Regions from separate parts of the Mus musculus genome. Here all the other regions are linked to region 3. A link is a contact called in public Hi-C, Micro-C and promoter capture Hi-C data. All regions are on one chromosome and are shown on one strand. Each heading gives the region's core, a stretch centred on a gene start, on an enhancer-like site or on the middle of the called end of the contact. The rest is flanking DNA. Distances are from core to core; before and after follow the strand shown. Region 1 holds the start of Fpgs (folylpolyglutamyl synthetase). Region 2 holds the start of Cdk9 (cyclin-dependent kinase 9 (CDC2-related kinase)). Region 3 holds the start of Ptges2 (prostaglandin E synthase 2). Region 4 holds the start of 6330409D20Rik (RIKEN cDNA 6330409D20 gene).

Region 1 (3,211 bases), core at 464-2,963, 300 kb before region 3:
CCTCTGAGCACTGAGCTGTGGAAGTGAAAGCAGGACCAGGAGTTTAAAGTGATCTTTTGCCACATAAAGACTCTGAGACTGGCTAGGTGCAGCTATGGTGTCTCAGGTCCACCTGGGTTACAGATGAAACTCCATGGGGGCGGTGTGGGGGGAGTGGGCCAAGAATGAGTGAGGCTGTTCACTGAAATATATGCTTGGACACTTTGATTCCAGCACTCAGGAGGCCAGAGCAAGGAGATGTCTGTGAGTTTGAGGCCAGGAGTACTTTCAGAGAGCAAATGTCTAGATTTCTCCCCGAACAGTCCTTGCTTATTTAAAATAGAAATCTCTGCTAAATATTTAAGCCCAATGTAGAAAAGCAGGAGAGATTGAAAACCCATTGCTGTTGTCCAGTGCCTTCCACAAATGGAAGTACCTCACCTACAATAAGGTGAGACTACTGTTCCCTCCCCCAGAGGGCCCTCAAATCCACTTTCTACCACGGGGGAGTTTCCAACGCCCCAATAAGATTACACACCTTCCCCTAAAGCCAGCAAATTTACTCCAATTTATTTATTTATTTGTTTGTTTGTTTGTTTGTTTGTTTTCGAGACAGGGTTTCTCTGTACAGCCCTGGCTGTCCTGGAACTCACTCGGTAGACCAGGCTGGCCTCAAACTCAGAAATCTGCCTGCCTCTGCCTCCCGAGTGCTGGGATTAAAGGCGTGCGCCACCACTGCCCAGCCAAAATTTTTTTATCTTTACTTAATATTTTTGCCTGTTTGCATTGTGCTTTTGGAGGCCAGAGTCGGGTCAGATCCCCAGTTTGGAGTCTACAATTGTGAGCCGCAGTGTGGGTCCTAAGACTTGAACCTTGAGACTTAACCACTGAGCCATTTCTCCAAACCTAATTTCATACGGGGCTCCAGGTCCCTGCTGATGAAGCATCCCGGGAGCAACCCGGTCCAACCAAATGGAAGTCTTTCCCACTGTCTCCTTCTTAGCCTGGAAATCCCCCCCCCGAACCCCACAGGCCTCGATAGGGGTGTCATTCTTCCGGGAAGTCTTCCTAGGCTTCTAGAGTGAGTTAAGAGTCTGGAGAGGCCGGGCGTGGTGGCACACGCCTTTAATCCCAGCACTTGGGAGGCAGAGGCAGGCGGATTTCTGAGTTCGAGGCCAGCCTGGTCTACAGAGTGAGCTGCAGTTCAGCCAGGGCTGTACAGAGAAACCCTGTCTCGAAAAACCGAAGGGGAAAAAAAAAAAAAGCCTGGAGAGACGGGGTCATATTCTTGACCGAAAAGGCTGCATCCCCACTGTCTGCGTGAGCCAGGACATTTCGGTGCTGGGAATTGATGACACAGGCATCTGCCAGCCCTGTAATTCTATTCCAGCTCAGAGCTTCTCTGCCAAGGAGTCGGGACTGAGAACTGCTGGCTCGGATTGGCTATTTTTGGATGTACAGCGAAGTCCTTAAGACCTGGCACAGACCTGTGGAGGATAGCGACGAAAAGAGTACAGAGTTCCTTTAAGATGGAGGACCCCCTCCCAGGAACACCCTCTTCCCTCCACCCTCCCCGGCAGAGCGCCCCCTAGAAGCATGGCGAGAGCAGCGCACCTCCGGACCATCTGCCCCTCACAAAGATGGCCGTGATAAGGCGCTGCTTCTCATTGGTCCGGGAAAATCTAGAGACTCGGATTGGTGGGTCTTAGGATGGCGTCAGGGCGGGGCGGGGCGAAGCGGGGCGGCTCCGGCCCAGGCCTAGCTTGCGGTGGCATTAAGACTATGTCGTGGGCGCGGAGCCGACTGTGCTCGACTCTGTCCCTGGCAGCTGTTTCTGCGCGTGGTGCAACGACGGAGGGCGCGGCGCGGCGGGGGATGAGCGCGTGGCCAGCGCCACAGGAGCCGGGCATGGAGTATCAGGTTTCTGACCGTTCCCGCGGGCAAACGGTCCCGTACTGACACGTGGGCAGCACCGGAGCCTTGCTCCGCTCTCCGCCAGCTGCTGGGGGCACCGGAGCATGAAGTTGCGGGGCTCGAGAGGCGGGGACATCCCAGAGCCCAGGGGAGGTGACAGAGACCGGAAAGTTGAGCTCAGGTGGCCCGATGTGGGAATTCTGAGAGCGCGTGTCCGGTGTTGCAGAGGGAATGGGCGCAGGTGACACACCAGAACGTCCAGAATCTGAATTGAGTTTTAGAAGTTCCAATGCAGGGCAATGCAGGATGAAGGGAAGGGAGGAGTTCTGGAGTACAGAGTGGAAGTACCCAGGAGGATCTGGGATTGGGGTCTCCAAGACTCGAAGACTGGAATCTAAGTATTCAGAATTGACCGGCGGGCAGGCAGAAAAAGAGGCAATAAAGAGACCAAGAATCTAGAACAAACTGTAGATTACAAACTGTGCCAGGGTCAGTTGTCAATGACCAGAACTTAATGCTGGCCAGGCAGGTGGCACCGGTTTAGGGCTGTGAGGCTTCCAGCCAAGCCTTGAGGATAAGAGGGCAGGCGACCCAGCTGGTGCCCGAAAGGAACTGCCTAAGCACAGGTTTCTCAGAATGTAGGGTAATTGAAACACACGACTGGATTTATATCCTCAAATGCCTCTCATTTAGGCCTCTCTGTTTATTTTCTGTTTCCACTCCCATCCCCCAAAGCCGTCTCCTGAGGCTGTCTGTACCCACCTGTGGATTCTGGCCCGACAACTCTTGAGTGTACTTTCCCTCCCTCTGTACCTCCTCTTCCAGATCTAATTGCTTACTTACATTGTCTTGTCTTAGGGTTAGAAGGTGGAACTCTCAAATATTCCAAAATTCAAAGTTCCTAGATTTCTAACGTCCTGGCCCCCACTCAGTGGGTGTCCAGTATAGTGGTAGAGAGATTAAGGAAAAAACCTTCCTTCCAGGGTTGGTCTTGTGTGTGAAGGCTGAGGGCATAGAAGCTTGGGGAAGGCAGCCCAGGAAATGAAGGTCCGTTAATCTTGCCAGCTTTACCTGGCACTCCCTGGGTGGGGCTAGCTTGCCCATGGCTCCCATCTTTGCTAGAACTGGAGATATGCCAGGGCTGTCCCACCAAATAGCTGTCGGCAAAGGCAGCGTGGCTGGTATAACGGGCCTGTTGCCCTGGTTTTGCCACTGGTGGGCTGGGTCTCTCTGTCCTTAAGGACCCTCACTGAACTGGGACTATGGTTGCTAGGATGCTGTGCGCACGCTCAACACCCTGCAAACCAATGCCAGCTAC
Region 2 (3,445 bases), core at 93-2,592, 320 kb before region 3:
TTGGGAAACTGAAACAGAAGGGAGCTTGTAGGACCACAGACCAGGAGGTAAACGCTGGAAAAATCGGCCATGATCAGCTCAGAATTTCAAGACAGTAGAGGAAGACAGAACAGACTTCAGACTCTCCTCTCTGTCTCTCTGTGTTATTGTTGTTTTTCCTGGCTGTCCTGGAACTGGCTCTGTAGACCAGGCTGGCCTGGAACTCAGAAATCCATCTGCCTCTGCCAAGTGCTGGGATTAAAGGCGTGCGCCATCAAGGCCCGGCTCACGCCCATTTCAAAAGCATCAGGAGTGCCGGCTCAATGTTAACAGTTTTGGGGATGATTGACTCTGGACAGACCAGCTTTGGCGCGGCTCTGTGAAGGAAGGTTGTAGTAGATCCATCCTGACAACACAAGATCCAAGGGTTTAGGCCTGAGCGTTGATCGCTCACCGCCCACAGTGTCGCCGCGCCCCCTGGCGGCCGTCAGTTGCCATGTCAACGGCGGGTGGCTGAGACGACGGAGGCGGCAGCGGGGGCAGTTCTCTCTTCCCCTGGCCTCAAGGCCGCTCCCACGGCACCTCCTGCCTTCGCCTCACCGGGAGCACACTCCCGGTCCTGGAAGAAGGGCCATTCTGTAGCAGCTGGCATTCGGGGGATAAACTGAGGCACGCAGGAGGGAGCCGCAGGCAGGTGTCTAGTGCGGAGCCCCACCTCCAAAGGCAGAGGAGGGGCTGCGAGCAGTGACGCGCCGAGGGCGGACGCTGGACTGGGAGCGGGAGGGCGGGAGGCGGCGGCGGCAGGTGCGGCTGCGAAGGGTGGGAGGAGGAGGGAGGGGGTGGGCGGAGGGGGAGGGGAGGCCAGGACGGGCACCTCCCCCTTTATAACGCGCCCCCTCCCGGGCTTTCGGGCCGCCTCCTCGTCTGCTCTGCCTATCTCGCCCCCTTGCCCTGCCGCCCCGGGCCGGGCTTGGCCAGGGAGCCTCCGCCCCCAGGCCTTCCCCCCACCACCACCCGCCGCCCCGCGCAGCCCGGCGGAGGCGGCGCCGTCGGAGGAGGAGGAGCAGGGCACTGCGGCTGGCCCCGGATCGGGAGCCAGAGCGGCAGCAGCTTCGGCAGCAGCACGGCCCGGGCCAATGCAGCGGGACGCACCGCCGCGAGCCCCAGCCCCAGCGCCACGGCTTCCTGCGCCCCCGATCGGGGCCGCCAACAGCGCTGGCGGCGGCGGCGGAGGCGGGGGCAGTGGCGGCGGCGGAGGCTCCTCTGCAGCTCCGGCTCCCCCTGGCCTCCCGGGAACTACAAGTCCCAGGGGGCCTGGCGGCGGGCGGAGACCGGAAGAGGCGGGCTCGGCACCTCGAGGCCGGAAGTGGCCGTGGAGGCGGAAGTGGCGCGGCCGCGGAGGGGCCTGGAGTGTGGCGGGACCGGGAGCGGCGGGAGCTGCGGCTGGGGGCGGCGGCGGCGGCGGCGGCGGAGGCGCGCTGGAGGTGGCCATGGCCAAGCAGTACGACTCGGTGGAATGCCCGTTCTGCGATGAGGTCACCAAGTACGAGAAACTTGCCAAGATCGGCCAAGGCACATTCGGGTAAGATTAGGCCGCGTGGGACCGCGAGCCCGGGACCTGCACTTTCCAGGGCCGACGTCGGGTCGCCCAGAGCCCGGGCCGAGGTGGTCCGGAAGCTTCTGTTTTCGTGGCTGTTGCCCGGTCTTGCTCGGCCGCGGCGCAGACGTTCCCGGCCCAACCGAGCCGACTGGCGGGGAGGAGCCTGGGGCCCGTGATGGGGGTTGGGTAGGGTTGCTGAGAGCCACTCCGAATGTGAGCGGCCACCTCTAGGGGAGGAGTAGGGGCTGAGTAGGAGTAAGCAGAGGCCGGGAGGAGGACGGAAGACACGCGGTGTGGAATGACCGCGTCCCGGATCCGAGGCCGCACCCCGCCCGCCGTGGGTCTGGGCTCCTGCTGCTCCCCTTCGCGCGGGGGAGGGGCACTCCCTGCGGAAATGCCTTATGGGTCCCTTGGGTCTTTCTCTGTGCCTGCAGGGAAGTCTTTAAAGCCAAGCACCGTCAGACGGGCCAGAAGGTGGCTCTGAAGAAAGTGTTGATGGAGAATGAGAAGGAGGGGGTGAGTATATGGACCACTGGGCCGACCTTCTTCTAACCTGGCTGGGTTTCCACACCGCTACTTCAAAGGGTTTTGTGCTGAGATTCGACCTAGTGTTTTTCGGTTTTCCATGGAACAAGGAATTTGGCTTTCCATTTACACTGTTGAGCTTTAGTGGCAGAGTTCTGTGGGAGCCACGGGAGGGAGCCTGTGCTTTTCCCATGGAGTGCAGGTTGACTCTAGAAAACTTTCAGCTTAGCTTGGCGTTGAATTTTGTTTTGTATGAAGAGACCATTTGTGCACAAGCCGTTTAAAAGGCCGCTGAGCTTAAGGTGATGTTCTGAAAGGTGTTGTTTCCATCAGCCTCAGCAGCATTGCCTTTGTAAGGAAAATGCTGTTTGTCTTACTTTGCGTCTATAGGGTCTTCTGTTTTCTGGCATGTCTGTGTACAGCACTATTCTCCAGTACCTGGGTACCTGAGGAAGCCAGAAAGGTGTGCCAGGTTGCCTTGGATCATTTGGGACAAAAGATCCACTGTGTGGGTGCTGGGAATTGAACCTGGGTCCTGGGGGAGGATAGCCAGTGCTGTGGTGTGTGTGTTTCCCTGAAACAGGGACTCTATGTTTTGTTTGACACAAAATCTCTCTGTAGCCCCAACTGTCCTGGAACTCACTGTTTGGTCCAGGCTGTTCTCAGACTCACAGAGGATCAACTGCCTGTGTTTCCTGACTGCTGGAAATAAAGGGCTGGACTGCCACACGTGACCATAGCCAGTTTCCTTAACCATTCAACTATCTCCATTCCCAGGAAATTTCTTGATCTTTTTGGTTTTTTTGAGACAGGGTTTCTCTGTGTAGCCCTGGCTGACCTGGAACTCACTTTGTAGACTAGGCTGGCCTTGAACTCAGAAATCCACCTGCCTCTGCCTCCCAAGTGCTGGGATTAAAGGCGTGCGCCACCACTGCCCCACAAATTTCTTGATCTTAACTCACAAGTGTTAGTGACAAAATGTTTATCCTTATTTGGGTTGTCTAAAATAAATTCCCAGTCTGGAGTAAAGGGTTGTGATTATAATCCCAGCACTTATGAGACTGGGGAAAAAAGATGGTTCATAAACAAGTTCAAGGCCACCATTATCTAGATGGCAACATTTAGCAGCTCCTTGAGATATGTGTGTGTTTGCACTTATTTTATATTTTGCAAAGGCTAGCTACAGATAAATATAGATATATCTTCCCCTCTCCCTTCTTTTTGAATCAGGAGCTCAACTAAGCAGTCTGGCCTTGAACTTGGTGGTTCTGATGTCTCTGTCTCCTGATACGAGAATTGGATTCCAGATAGGAACCATCACACAGGAACGATTCTCTCGCC
Region 3 (3,191 bases), core at 474-2,973:
GGCACGGACTTTGCTGCAGAAGGGACATGTCTTGTACTGGTACAGGGTCAGCTGCAGGCTGTTCGACAGGGGCAGCTGGGGGAAGAGAAAAACAATGGGGCTTGTAACACCTGGGGTCCCAGAACTCTTGCTCCACACCCGCCTCAGGCAAACCTTTCTTCAGGAAGTCCTCTAAGGTGACCCTGAAAAGAGAGTGAGGAAAGGTGGGCAAGGGGCTCAGAGAGTGACAGACAGCCTACCTGCAAGTGCCCAACAAGTATACCGCAGGGCCAGGAGGCTCTAACACTGTGTGTGTGTGGGGGGGGGGGGGGGTCCCTGCGCCCCTTCGAGCGAGTTCATCTTTCTCCTGTCCCAAAGGGGACAGAAGACAGTCCTAGGGTGTGTCTTCCTCCAGCTTAATAGTCCTTAAGGTCTCCTCCACTCCCACCCCTTACCCCTAACTTCTCCAACTCTTTCTGAGTAACTGGCAGAGCTGACCAACTGGCCAGGCAGCACTGGCCAGAAGTGAGATCTACCTCAGATCTCCAAACGAAGAGGGAGGAGGCTGCATTTAGCTCCTCTGCAGGGAAGCCTTCAGGTGAGCTTGCTACAATTGCAGCCCCCCTCCCCTCAGTCTTCAGATGGAAATCGGTTGGGCAGAGAAGAGAGCAGTGAACCGCAGGGACTCCGCGCCAGTTCCAGTTCCTGGGTGCAGGAAAGGAGCATGGGAGGCAGGGCGGAGAAGGGCTAAAGACTGCAACTCATGAAAGGTCTACAGGGCTGCCGAGCCACGGTGGGCTGGAGCACGCCTCCAGTTCTGAGTCTGAAGTCAGGGTCACTCGTTCCATAAAGATTACTCCCGGTGCCACACACACGCCCCTAAATCACAATACAGACCATGGCATGCGATACATACAGCTCTAAGTCGTGGGCGATAGCACCACCCTCCTCGCACTCTTAAGGCCAAGACACTCGCCCAAGGTCACAAGCGGGCGAAAGAGGCCTCTCCTGACCCTGCGGCTTCTCAGCAGTTCGGGGCTAATCCCGGCTCCCCGTCAGCAGTCCGTGCCAGCCAAGTCTTACCTGCGCAGCCGAGCGCTCCGCGCGGAGGTCCTGGGAACGCTGGTGCCACCGCACGGTGTGGTACAGCCCCAGCGCGCCGCCCAGGGCCAGCGCCGCCGCCCCCAGCAACCGCGGGCTCCCCTTGCGGACCGCGGCGCCCCGGCTTCCGGCAGCCACCCTGGTGAAGCCAGCCCGGCTCTGTGCCGAGAGCGGCTGCCAGGGTCGTGTGAGCAGCCCCTCAGTCAGGGCGCACCGGCTAGAGACAAGCACCCACGAAAGGCGCGCCGCCTGGGCCATGTTCGCTCTGCCGGCGCTGCGGGCGAGCGCGCAAAACCAAAATGGCCCAACCAGGGCGGCTCTAGGATTCCTTAAAGGGACAGTACCGGGCCTGCGTGTTGCCTAGGGTAACGATGACGCCAAGTAGGACCAGAGTCCTTGAGGGATCTGAGAGCGCATGCCTGTCTGAGAGGCAGAAGCACACCCCAGGGGCTTAGGAAGTGGCTTGGCGTCGCTGTCTTCTGAGGGTACAATGATGACCTGTAACTCGTGGTCGGGCGTTTCCACATCGTGCATCTACGATGGCAGGGAGAACATTGGTCTTCCGACCCATTCACTCCCCAGAAAAGGTCCGACGCGGTCTCCAGTGGGTGGCTGCATTGTCTCAGACTCTCTCTGCCCTCCCGCAATGCTGTACTCTGCTGCTATGATGCGAACCATAAACTTTTCTCAAATCCAGCGGGGGGCCTTGGAAACCACGTGTCGCGGAAATGGCCCACGCTAAGTGGCCGGCTTGGCAGCCCGAAGACCTCTCAGGCCTGAATGGGAATGAGCGAAGGTTCCCAGGACACCCCAGGCCTTTGCGAATTTACTTGTCTTAACGGAGCGCCCGACCTCCACTGCCTAGGCTTCTCCGCGGACAGCCCTGACTTGACCCCGCCCCGAAGCCGAAAGAGGGCGGGGCCTTATAGTGGGCGTGGAATCGAGAGGGAGAGGTGGGGTTCCTTGGCGAGCGGGTATGGAGTTGTAGGGGAATGGCTGTTCCAGAGTCTGATCTGGGTACGATCCACCGCCTTCGCTTTCTCCCGGGCCTGGCAGCGCCAGAGCCCACAATACCCAGACGCATCTGGAACCTGCGCATGCAGGCCTAGGAGAGCGAAAAAGGCTAGGTGGCCCCAACGTATTTTTCTGTGAAAACCTAGCTGGGAAGAGAAAAATGGGCTTAAAAGGCACGGAGGATTCCAGCTCAAACACAGCCTTCTAAGTAGGGCAGGAGTTGTCCCGGAACAGTCCTGGGGCTAGCCAGAACGGCATCCTGGAACAAATGCCTGAAACCTGTACTAGAGAACAGTACCTACCAATCTTATTATACTGTTGGGGAAAATGAGGCTGTTGAAGCCCCCAAACTGAACAAAACTTCAGAAAGGTGGCGCTGCAGCCTGGGCTGAGAGGCCCCACTGCCTGTCACACTTCTCGGTTTCTGATAAGTTCACCTCCCCTCCTCACCTACGTCTCCTGTCTCCCTATGACTTCTGATCCTAGTGTGCTTCAACCAAGGACCCAGCAAATAAGGACGGTTTTCCCTCGTGGCCAGGGAAAACTATCCCCAATGTAACCACATTAGGATATCTGTGGCCCTCAAAATCTATAAACTGAAACTAAGGAGTGGAGTGATCATAATAATAATTGAGTCATTTAGGAAATGATTAGATCAGTTTGCAAGAATGGAATGGGTGCCGGGCGTGGTGGCACACGCCTTTAATCCCAGCACTTGGGAGGCAGAGGCAGGCAGATTTCTGAGTTCGAGGCCAGCCTGGTCTACAAAGTGAGTTCCAGGACAGCCAGAGCTATATAGAGAAACCCTGTCTCGAAAAAAAAAAAAAAAAAAAAAAAAAGAATGGAATGGGTGCCAGGCATGGTGGTGCACGCCCTTAATCCCAGCACTTGGGAGGCAGAGACAGGTGGATTTCTGAGTTCGAGGCCAGCTTGGTCTACAGAGTGAGTTCCAGAACAGCCAGGGGTAAACAGAGAAACCCTGTCTCAAAAAAAGAAGAAGAAAAAAAGAGAGAGAGAGAGAGAGAATGGAATGGGTACACTGTTACAAACCAGACTGTCTGCCCTTGTCTGTCTTCTGAAATGTAGGCGTCCTTCGG
Region 4 (3,175 bases), core at 217-2,716, 350 kb before region 3:
TCACCGCCTCCCGGCTTGCGCACGCCTGATTGGCCCGTGCAGGGATGCTGTGCTCCGCCGCCGGCGGGGCCGTCATTCAGGCGGGCTCGGAGCAAGTGTGTGTGTGAGGTTGGGGGAGCTCAGAGGTGAGGTGCCCCGCATCTCCCAGGATGCCCAAGAGGCAGGAGTGCAGAGAACCTCTGTCAGGGTCTCAGCCCCTTCCTACCAGCTGGTTTCCCACCACTCCCCTGGCTCCCTTAGGTATCCCAACCCCAGGCACAGCCACCCCAGAGGATGCTCTGCAGAGAGGCGGGGTCCGGGTCCTCCCCTCCACCCCCTTCCGTTTAACCCTCGCACCGCCGCTGTGCGCTCCTGCGCTCCTGGGCCAGCTGGACTGGGAGACCTACAACCCAGTACCTCGAGCCCACCCAGATGGAAGGAAGGTAGTGACACCGTGGTGTCCTCAGCGTGCACTGCGCATCCTGCCTCTCATTCAGCCTCTAGACACCAGCCCTGCGTTCCTGGTACAATAGGGAGCCAGGTGGCCTGGGGTCAGCAGCAGGGACCTCATAAGTGACAGAAGGAACCCCATCTCCTAGCCCGAGTTCCAGCTCCAACTCCCTATCACGTCTCCTGCAGTCTAGAGTCCAAGGAATGGCACCCTGCACCCGCATCCCGTGGAGCGCCCTGGTCACCCCGAGGTGAGCTATGGCGACCCCGCCCCCTCCCTTCGCTGGCTGTCCGGACTGCACGACCCTGCGGGGATGCTCTTGGACTGAGGTCCCCATCTCAGCGGCGGGGCGCAGTGACCCGGGTCCCCATGCCGCCCCCTCACCTGCACCTGTACCAGCGAGCCACGGTAGAAGCAGCAGGCGGCGGCGGACAGCGCACTCCACAGGCTGCAACGCTCGGTCATGGTGCGGCCAGGAGACCCGGGTCCCCCGAGCGTACCAGGGGTGACGGCCGAAGGGGCAGGGGCGCGGGGACCGACCGGGCTGGGCACCGGCTGCGCGTGCCTCTCAGCGGCGCGATTACCTCATCGCCTGGTCGGGGGAGGAGCAGGGAGGCGGGGCGGGGAGACCCCACCCTCCAGCCAGCTGGGGAGGGAGGGGAGCGAGGAGAGGGAGGGGAGGGGACCATTGTTCCTCCCTCCACCACCACCCCATTCCCCTGTGCGGGTTCCCCAGGACCTGCCAAGAGGTTGCCACCCAGGGCAGTGGGGTGGAGTAGGGGCCCCCCCAGGGCGGACGCGGAGAGCCTCCTGCTTTTCCCCTCTCTCGCACCTCTCCAGACCTGGAGGGAACCGGCAGGGACTTTGAATTCAATTCGATCTAAAGCTACAAAAATCCCCATGTTTAACCCAATCCTTTGTGGCTTTGGGTTTCTCATCTCTAATTGAGAATAGCAGGGTTAGACTGGCAGGCTCACTCTGACTGTACCACACTCCTAAGGCTGTTAAAGTGCCAAGTGCGGCTCACCTGCCTCTCTAACTCGCGGGGCTTCCCACCCTGGGGCCCTTCTCTTTAAACCCCGACTGGCTTGTGTGAAGATGTCTGGAATGCACGGTGAAGACCTGTGTTGAACTTTGTGAATGTCACCACGCCCAATTAAAAAAAAAAAAAGTTGCCCGGTACAGATAATTATCCAGTAAAGATGCTCTACTGTGTCATAACTAGGCATCACAAAACCTAGACTTGGGGCTCTTAGAGTGTTTGCCTACCGAGGGATAGGCATGGAGTCCAATGGCAACACAGAAAGAATCAAAATCTGGATGGACCACATTAGCTGATAGAATGTCTGCTTGCCCAGCAAGTAAATCCCAAGCACTTCATAACGGAGACCTGGTGGTTCACACCTGTAATCTCAACAGCCAGATGGTGAAACCAGGAATATTACAAGTTCAAGATCATCTTTGGCTACATGGTAAACTCAAGGCCATTCTGGGAATACATGAGATTCATCATCATTGTCGTCGTCGTCGCCATCGTCATCATCATCATCTAGATAAATCTGGTATCCAAACTCTCCCCACAGCCTATGCGACATCAAGCAGGTGAGTCCACATCTCTGGTCCCCAGATGTAGATATACTGGAAGCTCTGAATACCGTGACTGAAACTTTCTGTCTTTGGTCTTTTGAAACCCTGAGAGTCCAGGATCCCTGACATTGTTTGGATTTTGGAGTTGTGGACACTCTTCAAAGAAGAACACTTTCAGGGCAGGAATGGCGTTTGGAAATAGCTGATCCCAACCCCCATAGGCAGAGACTTTAAGAACAGAAGCTAGGACTCCTTTAAGAACTGGGGGTTCTGGGTACAGAGAGCAGGTGTTATCCCCCTTATAATTGTTTAAAGTATTTTACCCTCTGTAATGAGATGGCACCCAGGGCCTCATGCAAGCTGGGCAAAGGTTAGACCCCCAGCTATATCCACAGCCCTAAAATCTATATCTTAACTCCATAAAAAGACGAGAGAGCCACAAATCCTCAGAAGGCTCACGCTGCCTTGCCAGACAGAGCAGATCTGTGGGGTTCATCTCCTACCTCAGCTCAACTCCCTCACATAACCCCTCCCGTGCTATAACAGCTCAGTGACTCAGTATCCCTGAAATCTGGGGCCAGGCCAGCTGCCCTGGCCCAGACTCAAGCATCCCCTCGTGGCACAGTCTCACTGAGCCCCCAAAGTCCCCTGTTTCACATAAGCAAATGCTAAGTGTCAGAGAAGCAAGCCACCCAAGTCACTGTCAGACTTGAAACTAAAATCTAGAGCAAGGGATATGGCTTTGTGCATAGAGCACTAGCCTCGCCTGCAGGAAGACGAGCACCACAGGAACCAAGCAGGGTAGTGACTGAATAAGTAAGCAAGCAAGCAAGCAAGTAAATAAATAGATAAATCCTAGTTCTGTTGGATTATAAAATATGTCCAAACTGTGCAATTCTCTGGTTCCCTGCCTGGCCTGAGAACCCTTTACACGAAGAGCTGGCACCTCTCCCCTGCTCTCTGCAGCAGCTGCTGCTCATCTAGGGCTGACTCTGGTGGAGCTTCTGACTGGAGAAGGCCAAGGACATTGTCCTGAGTCTGAGCCTCCGCCTTGGGGCTTGGTACCAGCTCTGCCCCACAAGATCCCTTTTGACTATGAGGAAGCCATAGGTTTGTTGGGTGGGTGGGTGGTCCCTCCCTCCCTCCCTCTCCCCTCTC

The links. Hi-C and Micro-C count contacts between places; a contact is called where the count stands out from the background. Capture Hi-C pulls out chosen DNA fragments and counts their contacts.
Region 1: a contact with region 3 is called in a Hi-C map of the C2C12 cell line, with 2.4 times the contacts expected there. The contact joins the promoter of Fpgs here to the promoter of Ptges2 in region 3. A contact is called at or near these places in 5 of 39 promoter capture datasets (the 3T3-L1 cell line, the SN4741 cell line, liver and 1 more), 1 of 15 datasets of contacts at CTCF or cohesin (embryonic stem cells), 10 of 484 Hi-C or Micro-C datasets (the AML12 cell line, the C2C12 cell line, the G1E-ER4 cell line and 3 more) and 4 of 9 other capture datasets (adipose tissue, embryonic stem cells, liver and 1 more).
Region 2: a Micro-C map of embryonic stem cells shows a contact between it and region 3, with 5 times the contacts expected there. The contact joins the promoter of Cdk9 here to the promoter of Ptges2 in region 3. A contact is called at or near these places in 2 of 39 promoter capture datasets (cranial neural crest and liver), 4 of 484 Hi-C or Micro-C datasets (LSK cells, embryonic stem cells, liver and 1 more), 3 of 115 datasets of contacts at active chromatin or transcription factors (the SCID.adh cell line, embryonic stem cells and memory CD8 T cells) and 2 of 9 other capture datasets (adipose tissue and liver).
Region 4: a promoter capture Hi-C map of adipose tissue shows a contact between it and region 3. The contact joins the promoter of 6330409D20Rik here to the promoter of Ptges2 in region 3. A contact is called at or near these places in 1 of 115 datasets of contacts at active chromatin or transcription factors (pancreatic cancer cells) and 4 of 9 other capture datasets (adipose tissue, embryonic stem cells, liver and 1 more).

Annotation. Positions count from the first base shown.
Region 1 is chr2:32,692,677-32,695,887 of GRCm38.p6, reverse strand. Fpgs (folylpolyglutamyl synthetase) reads left to right here and starts at 1,713. Exons shown (of 15, transcript NM_010236.2): 1 at 1,713-1,899; 2 at 3,167-3,211. The coding sequence starts at 1,762.
Region 2 is chr2:32,710,681-32,714,125 of GRCm38.p6, reverse strand. It overlaps Cdk9 (cyclin-dependent kinase 9 (CDC2-related kinase)), which reads left to right and starts at 1,342. Exons shown (of 7, transcript NM_130860.3): 1 at 1,342-1,561; 2 at 2,014-2,095. The coding sequence starts at 1,470. It overlaps Mir2861 (microRNA 2861), which reads left to right and starts at 1,238; the gene lies at 1,238-1,319. It overlaps Mir3960 (microRNA 3960), which reads left to right and starts at 1,154; the gene lies at 1,154-1,226. Gm33457 (a long non-coding RNA gene) reads right to left here and starts at 816. Exons shown (of 2, transcript XR_001783272.2): 1 at 1-816.
Region 3 is chr2:32,394,422-32,397,612 of GRCm38.p6, reverse strand. Ptges2 (prostaglandin E synthase 2) reads right to left here and starts at 1,723. Exons shown (of 7, transcript NM_133783.2): 1 at 1,063-1,723; 2 at 1-75. The coding sequence starts at 1,338.
Region 4 is chr2:32,739,307-32,742,481 of GRCm38.p6, reverse strand. It overlaps 6330409D20Rik (RIKEN cDNA 6330409D20 gene), which reads left to right and starts at 1,466. Exons shown (of 3, transcript NM_027529.1): 1 at 1,466-2,032. The coding sequence starts at 1,722. All of the region lies in intron 3 of Sh2d3c (SH2 domain containing 3C), which reads right to left.